Regions from separate parts of the Bombyx mori genome. Here region 1 is linked to region 2. Evidence: chromatin contacts called from public Hi-C data. All regions are on one chromosome and are shown on one strand. Each heading gives the region's core, a stretch centred on a gene start, on an enhancer-like site or on the middle of the called end of the contact. The rest is flanking DNA. Distances are from core to core; before and after follow the strand shown. Region 1 has its middle 7.0 kb from the start of LOC134198712. Region 2 has its middle 17 kb from the start of Osi7.

Region 1 (3,688 bases), core at 892-3,391, 230 kb before region 2:
TTGTATGATCTTTTAATCATTTACGGCCAGGCGAGCCGCGACCTCGTCTCACTATTCAATGATAACATTGCTCGTAAGTCACGTGAGGCGTGCTTGAGTCGCTTGAGTCGTCACACACCCTTTCAATTACGGGCTTACAAAAAATGCTATTAACTGTATCACTAAAATATCTTCTATTCTATAGTATTATAATATTATAGGTAGGCAAGTAAATGTGTGTTACGGTTTCACGTCTGAAGCCAAAAAGAGAATAATCAACGACCTTGACATTAATGGATGATAAAAATAATGTTCATTTTGTATTTCCTGCGGTTTTCTTCAATATAAGCATACCTACTCAAATTATCTACTGTTTTTTTCTTAATTCCATTGAGGCTAATGAAATTACCGTGTTGACGTAGTGACCGCTTTGAATGTATGTTATAACGGCATGGTCAAAGATTCATAATTGTTTTTTTTTTGTTTTGCATAAAACTGAATTTCATAGTCAACATTTTTATGACACACGATTTGTATTACAATTGTTTTCAAGTTCAGTATACAAGAAAACCTTTAAAACCTTGACATTTTCAGTAATTTTCGATAGCTACTGACTTACTGGTGGTAGGACCTCTTGTTTACTGGTGGTAGGACCTCTTAATTACTGGTGGTAGGACCTCTCATGAGTCCACCCGGTGTAGTTCTGCTGTGAAGCAGTAATGCCTTTCGGGTTTGAGTGGCTGGGCAGCCGTTGTAACTATATTGAGACCTTAGAACTTATATCTCAAGGTGGGTGGCGCATTTAAGTTGTAGATGTCTATGGGCTCCGGTAACCGCTTAACACGAGGTGGGCTGTGAGCTCGTCTTGTGGGCTTGTCGCCCTAGCAACAATAAAAAATAAAAAAGACTACCTGTAACACAGCAGAGCTCGTAGCTTGCACGTTCTAAAGTTGCAGCTTAGCTTAATTGCTTTTTTATTGCTTAGACAGTTAAACGAGCTCACGGCTCCTCCATTGTTAAGTGATTACCGCCATAGACATCAACATCATAAATATCGCCTTCAATTATGTTTTTTTGTGAAGGAAGGATTACTGGTAGTCCGGAGGCCTTACTAGTTTCACCAGGACAGATGGGCGAGCAAGGGCTCAGCCAGGAGGGGTGGGCTTAGCTAACAGCTGCCCGAGAGCCTCCGAACGCGACCTTATCAGCTCAAGGGCAGCTGCTTCGCGAATGCATCTACCACCGGATCGAAATCACGATCCGCTGAGAAGATCCGGCGAGAAACTCAGCGGGCTCATGCAAGGGTTAAGTTGCACGTCCAACTCTTTGGCGAGTTCGATGAGCACGGTAAACAGGATCCCTAAGGCTGCTCCTAGTGTTAGAGCTGCAGGTATTTAATAATAGTGTGGGTGAATCAGATGGATCTGTAAGGACGCGTCTAGGGCGTTGATGGTGACTGGCTAAGCCAGAGTCAGGGAGTAACAGGAATTCAATTTTCATGACATATCGAAGTATATAGACATTAATCGGACTTGAGACAGCCTATGGAACACTTGGAGAGGCATGGTGCATCAGGCGATCGGCGCTTTAAGCTAGACACGACCTTCAGCAATGAAGATACCGAGGAGGATGCATCACTTAATGTAGCGCTTGAAAGGAATTGTATATAGGTGGACTTTTCAAGGTCGTCGATAACTAAGCCCTGTCGTAACTATTAAAGTCCCTCCTGGCTGAGCCTTTGCTCGCCCACCTGTCCTGCTGAAAAGGCCTCCGAGCCACCAGTAATTTTTCAATCATAAAAAAAAAACTATTAAAGTTTTATAAATGGTAGTTCTTTTCGTGTTCATTGAACCTGAAAATATTACATCAAAATAACGCACGTGTTTTTTGCGAAGTGAAATCAGAAATGCCACATCATTTTTAAATTACATTCGAGTTTCAAAATGTATCATTGGATCGCAATAATATAGAAAAAAACATAACTAGTTCAAGTGAAAGAGAATGACTTTACAAAATTTTTTTTCATTATTTTCTTATAAATGTACGCTTTGTATGTAAGTTGTGAAAAAACGAAAAAAAATCAGCGCTCTCTAGCGGTACGTAACGTGTACTCGTTTTTTTTCTTTTTATAGAATGAACCATTGCAAAAGATTATCAACTGTGACGACAGATGGCGTTACCAGCACCTACATTTCGAGTTTAGCGTTTAGTGTCGACAGATGGCAGTAGTCGACCATTTGCACAGCAAAAGAAACAAGACAAGTCTTCTATACTAATATTATAAAGAGGAAAGATTTGTTTGTTTGTTTGTATTGAATAGGCTCCGAAACTACTAAACCGATTTGAAAAATTCTTTCACTGTTTGGAAGCTTCACTATTCCCGAGTGACATAGGCTATAATCTTTTTTTTTTTTTTAAAATTGGTATCCTTACTAAAACTCCAATAATTTAACCCAAGGTGTAAAAAAAATTACCCAAAATATTCTTTACGTCGCGTGCCCTACGAAAACTATTGATGATAGAATAAAATAGAGTACTATGACTTTGTCAAAAATATTGCATCGATGCCCTTATCGTGGTTGGAGGCTTCCGTATCGGGTCGGGGTGCAGTTGAAATACCTCGGCCTCATTCTGGACAGTCATTGGACCTTTCGTGTTCACTTTCAGAACCTGGTCCCTCGTAATAAAATAAAAGAAGACGTGTCTTGCCTTATTGATAAGACGATGCTATCGTATCGTGAACCATCGAGGTAGTACTATTTCTTCCCTAATTAAACACTTACGATATTTAATATGATGTATTCACGAACGATTTCTAGAATAAATAAAATTAAATCATATTACGAAATCAGAAATTAGATTTGTGGCGCGCATGATTGGGTCCCACCATAACGCCTGTTTTTGTTGTGAAGCAGTATACTTCCCGGCTTAAGTTATAGGTTGTTCCCTACAGCAAACCTCAAGCCTCAAAGTGGCATCAGTCATAATATAATCGCTCCACTTAAGTCTAGATGGGTCGGTAGTAAAGTAAAGTAGTCGTCGTGGCCTAATGGATAGTAGTCGTCGTGGCCTAATGGATAAGACGTCTGGTGCATAAGTGTTGAGGCGATGCACCGATGTTCGAATCTCAGGCGGGTACCAATTTTTCTAAGGAAATACGTACTCAACAATTGTTCACGATTGACTTCCACGGTGAAGGAATAACATCGTGTAATAAAAATCAAACCCGCAAAATTATAATTTGCGTAATTACTGGTGGTAGGACCTCTTGTGAGTCCGCACGGGTAGGTACCACCACCCTGCCTATTTCTGCCGTGAAGCAGTAATGCGTTTCGGTTTGAAGGGTTGGGTAGCCGTTGTAACTATACTGAGACCTTACAACTTATATCTCAAGGTGGGTGGCGCATTTACGCTGTAGATATCTATGGGCTCCAGTAACCACTGAACATCAGGTGGGCTGTGAGCTCGTCCACTCATCTAAGTAATAAAAAAAAAAAACAAAGTACGTATGTACCTATTTGAATTTTTCTCTGTAGTGGAAAGTAAAAGCTAATTTGAATTCATTTTCCATTGAACTAGTTTTGATGGTATATCGGAATGCGTGTCAGGTGCCTTATGCTGCGTTACCTGAATCCGTTAATGCGGTACTCCCATTGCAATTAGTTCGAGTTTTGCATGACAGATTGAAAGTAAGATGTGTTTAGATTTG
Region 2 (4,030 bases), core at 858-3,357:
ACCCAATCCACAAGAACCGGGTGACTCGCTTCGACGGTCCTACGACCAGCCGAAGGATCGGTCAGCCGGGATCATGACTACAGCACAGACCGCCGAGATTGAGCCTTCCGCGCTCCGGCGGTCGGGACCATACTGGGGCTGGAACGCGCCACGCCCTGGGCACGAAAGTCAGCCTGCCACTGATAGTCAGCTGCCTCGGATTTAATGAGCGCCAGGTTGAGGCCCAATCTCCTGACTTTGCAGACGACATACGCCATCCCAGCGTTGGCAGGACGAGCAGACTCAGCAAAACTCGACTGGGAATCGGTGCACGATCCCACCGTGTCCGGTACCCGTGACCGAACGAACGCCCCCCCTAACACGGACCAGGGCAGGGTGTTAAACGCATTGGCGATATCGAGCGACATCGCCAAAGCCAGTCCGCCCCCGGAGACGGCCTCTTCCGAGAGGGCCCGCACGCGAAGTATCGCGTCTACCGTTGAGTGGCCCTCTCGGAAGCCATACTGCTCCGCCAACAGATCGAGTCCCACCCCGACCAGATGCTGGATGATGTGAGCCGCCAGAATACGTTCCAGCAGCTTGCCCACCTCATCCAGCAACACGATGGAAATGGCACCGCCTAACACATTTTGCTTTGTTTATTTTCCAATTATATTCCACTAAGCGGTTCTTTTCAGGATTATTGTATTTAGGAGAAAGTATTTTTAAATTGTTTTACATTTGTTTGCGACTGCACACAACACATTGACCCGCTTCCAGTAGAAAAGCAAGACAGCTTAACAGCTTGCGTTGAACATGACTGGCAGCTCCTGCATTTAGTCACGTGTGATATTACACGGTAATTTAAATGCTATACCTAGTCTGAGAAACAATGTTGATTTATATATTTTTACCATAAAAAAATTAGGAGGTTGTGGTTTCGATTGTATTTTTTGTTATGTGTTTTGTTACCTCAGAACTATTTTCTAGATGAACCAATTTTAATGACATCTAAAATCGAAAGCAGTTGCTTCTCGTAACATCGATACCTTTAAATTTTACCTAGACCTTATTTTTTTTAATGGTGCATATTTAATTATTTTCCGAGCGGGAGGTCGACTCGCATTACCGTCTGCGCAATTTTTGTAAAAAGGGATACAAAGTTTTTGCTTCACCTATTAATATATGAGTCGTCTATTATCAAAGGTGGCAATCTGTGCATTTGGACAAAAAGATGTTATTGATATGTCAATACAGATTGATTTGAATATAATCGTCTCCTTCAAAGAATACGGTTCAAAACCTGCATTAAATAAAGGTTAATACTTAACCTGTTATTTATCTAAGATGTCGTTCCGAAGAGTTTTGTGACTGCCAATGGAATACAAAGTCAATAATTCGTTTTTCTGATTTACCAATAATTGTCCAAAAGTCACATTGCCGTCTTTGATACTAGTCAACTCATATATAGATTAAAAGGTTTTTTATAAAATTTTATTGAGTTATTCGTTAAAATACAAAATTGATTTATTTCGTGATTCAAAAGAATATTAGACGGCCCATCAAGTGCTAAGGGGTTACCGAAGCTTATGGACATTACAACTTTAATAACGCTACTTACCTTGAGACATAAGTGTGCTTAGTGCGAGTTTTTAACGTTCTCGTTAGCATAAAAGTGAACTCAAACTTGTATGCAGTTGGAACAGCGCCCCTAGCGGCAAACGTAGACAAACGTTCCGACTCCATACAAATTTGAGTTAACGCTTACGCTATCCAGAACGTTAAAAAACTCGCACTAAGCATACAGTTCGAAGGCTATATGGAAGAAATAGGCACACCAGAACTCAGCAGAAACTGATGAGTCAGTACACACTTACCATACATACACCTGGAAATTGTTTCAAATTCACGTAGTTATTTAGACTAGCATGAATATTACTATTGTTATTAAGTTTCCACCGAAATGTACGCGTTTAAATCTATTTTTCAGAAGAGCAGTTGGTTGAATATAATTTATTTGTTTAGCGCCATCTATTAAATAGCACGATAACTATGAACTGACTTGATTGAGAACTGGTTGGGCGTTTCACTATAAACGGTTTAAAGACATAAAAGTTATAACGTTGTCCGCAAGATGTCACTGGTCAATAATAAAACAAAATTTAATGTGGTTGTACAGACTACAGCCATTATTGATGACGGATCCATTTTAGTTACTAGTTACAAAAATAGATGGCGCGCTTCAGTAAATTATGATCTACATTTCACATTGGAGGCCTTCGTCAACTCATCTTACAATATTTTTTTTATAAGTTAAGAAGAAAATGGCCTACTTGATCGCTGCTACTGAAATGCCGCGTTAATTCCGGTGTGGAATCTGTGGAATATGTCTGGATTGGACTGCCCGGTTTTTAAGCTATTGCATAGCTTTTATCGCGTGCCTTGAGCGCGGCGACCGAATCATGAAATTCCGTAACGAAAAAAACCTAACACCCCTCACTCCGCCTACCATGTAGCTCGCGTTCAACACATTCACACGTTGCGCTTGTGTAGTGTTTGTGAATAAGCGCGCGGCATGAGGTCGCACTGTTGCGCATCATGAAAAGTCTGCCCATCTTCTCTCGCGCGGTCTACCTTATGAGTGTGAAGGGGACAGTTAATGTTCTGCTTTTATTAATGTTTAATATAGCGTCGTCTTGTTTCATTATTGTTTTAATATTAAATTATCATTGTCTAATTATAATTGCATAAGTAGATAAAAATGCTATGCAATAGCTTTACCGCGGCAGTTCCCGAGTGCCACACGTTTTTTTTTAAAGATTCCTACCTATTTACTAGTAACCTCGAGGGGTTATTCTAGATTCACCGAACTAGTAAGTGAGATCACGGGGCTCAAACCTGACGTCGTTGCTAACACTAACCCTAGCAAGAATAGTGTTTCGCAGAATCTACCATCGGATCGGAAACGCGTCCCACTGAGATGATCTGGTGAGAAACTCAGTGGACTGCGGGTGGTATGTGGGTTAATTTACTCATCGAGCCCTTCGTCGCAAGCGAAGGGTTCGGCGAGGACGGTGACCGGTGTAATGTTACCGGTGGCCACGACAAGAGGGTTTTCGTATGGTGCCGCTTTCTCAAAGTGGCGCAATGATGCCGACTGTAGATACTTACTGACTGAGCCAAGCTCCAGGTCATCATGGAAATCGTTTCTTAGGAACTATGGTACTCCGACGGCTATCCTGTAAAAACGGGATTGAATGACCTCGAGAGGTTTCAAGTTGGTGCGGGCCGCGTGAGCGAAACCTACGCTTGCATACGTCATGACCGGGCGTGTGCCAGTTTTGTGGAGTGTCACTTTATTACGAAGGGACAATTTACTTGGCTTGCAAATCGTAGGACAGAGGCGTCTTAATATGAAGGCGGTTTTGTGCGACAATAGTCACTCGTATTTATAGTAGAAAGTATGGGTAGCTTAGTCATGAATTCTCTTGAATACCACGTCTCAAACAGTTGTTGACATGCGTAACACTAATTAAAGAGTTAACATTAACTATTTTTAGTCAACTAAATAGTGAATTTAAATAATTAATAGTGAATTGAAAATTGGTATTTATTTCCAAGGATATAAACTATTTTTATACCGGTTTTCATCGAAATCGCCTTTTCGTACTCATAATCTTTATATATATATTTCTTCTGTGCGTGTGTTTGTCGCTGAGCTCCTCCTAAACGGCTGGACGGTTTCGAATGATTTTTTTTGTATGCGTTTGGGTGGCGCACTGGATGTTTTAAATTTACAAATCAGCCCGGCAGATGGCGCTGCAGTCGGTATCTAGGTTATCTTTCTTAGAAATAATTTAAATGGCTAAACACCGTTTGCCGGGCCAGCTAGTATTATTATAGATTCTGGAACTAAATCTGCTTTCAGACTAAGCTATAATATAATAGCATATAGTATATAGCTCATAGAACAACAATATCGCGCACCATACATTGTTTTAAGGACACGTTATCTGATAGTGTTTTTAAAATGAACATGTATAACATTGTT

Evidence for each region. Hi-C and Micro-C count contacts between places; a contact is called where the count stands out from the background.
Region 1: a contact with region 2 is called in a Hi-C map of posterior silk gland, with 3 times the contacts expected there. The contact joins two enhancer-like sites. A contact is called at or near these places in 2 of 7 Hi-C or Micro-C datasets (middle silk gland and posterior silk gland).

The regions. Positions count from the first base shown.
Region 1 is chr26:11,210,359-11,214,046 of ASM3026992v2, reverse strand. No RefSeq gene overlaps it. Among protein-coding and RNA genes, the nearest start is that of LOC134198712, 7.0 kb to the left of the region's middle. Within about 2 kb of position 2,141, at least 7 of the 8 cell types and tissues checked have open chromatin away from gene starts, as enhancers often do.
Region 2 is chr26:10,980,183-10,984,212 of ASM3026992v2, reverse strand. No RefSeq gene overlaps it. Among protein-coding and RNA genes, the nearest start is that of Osi7, 17 kb to the left of the region's middle. Within about 2 kb of position 2,107, at least 8 of the 8 cell types and tissues checked have open chromatin away from gene starts, as enhancers often do.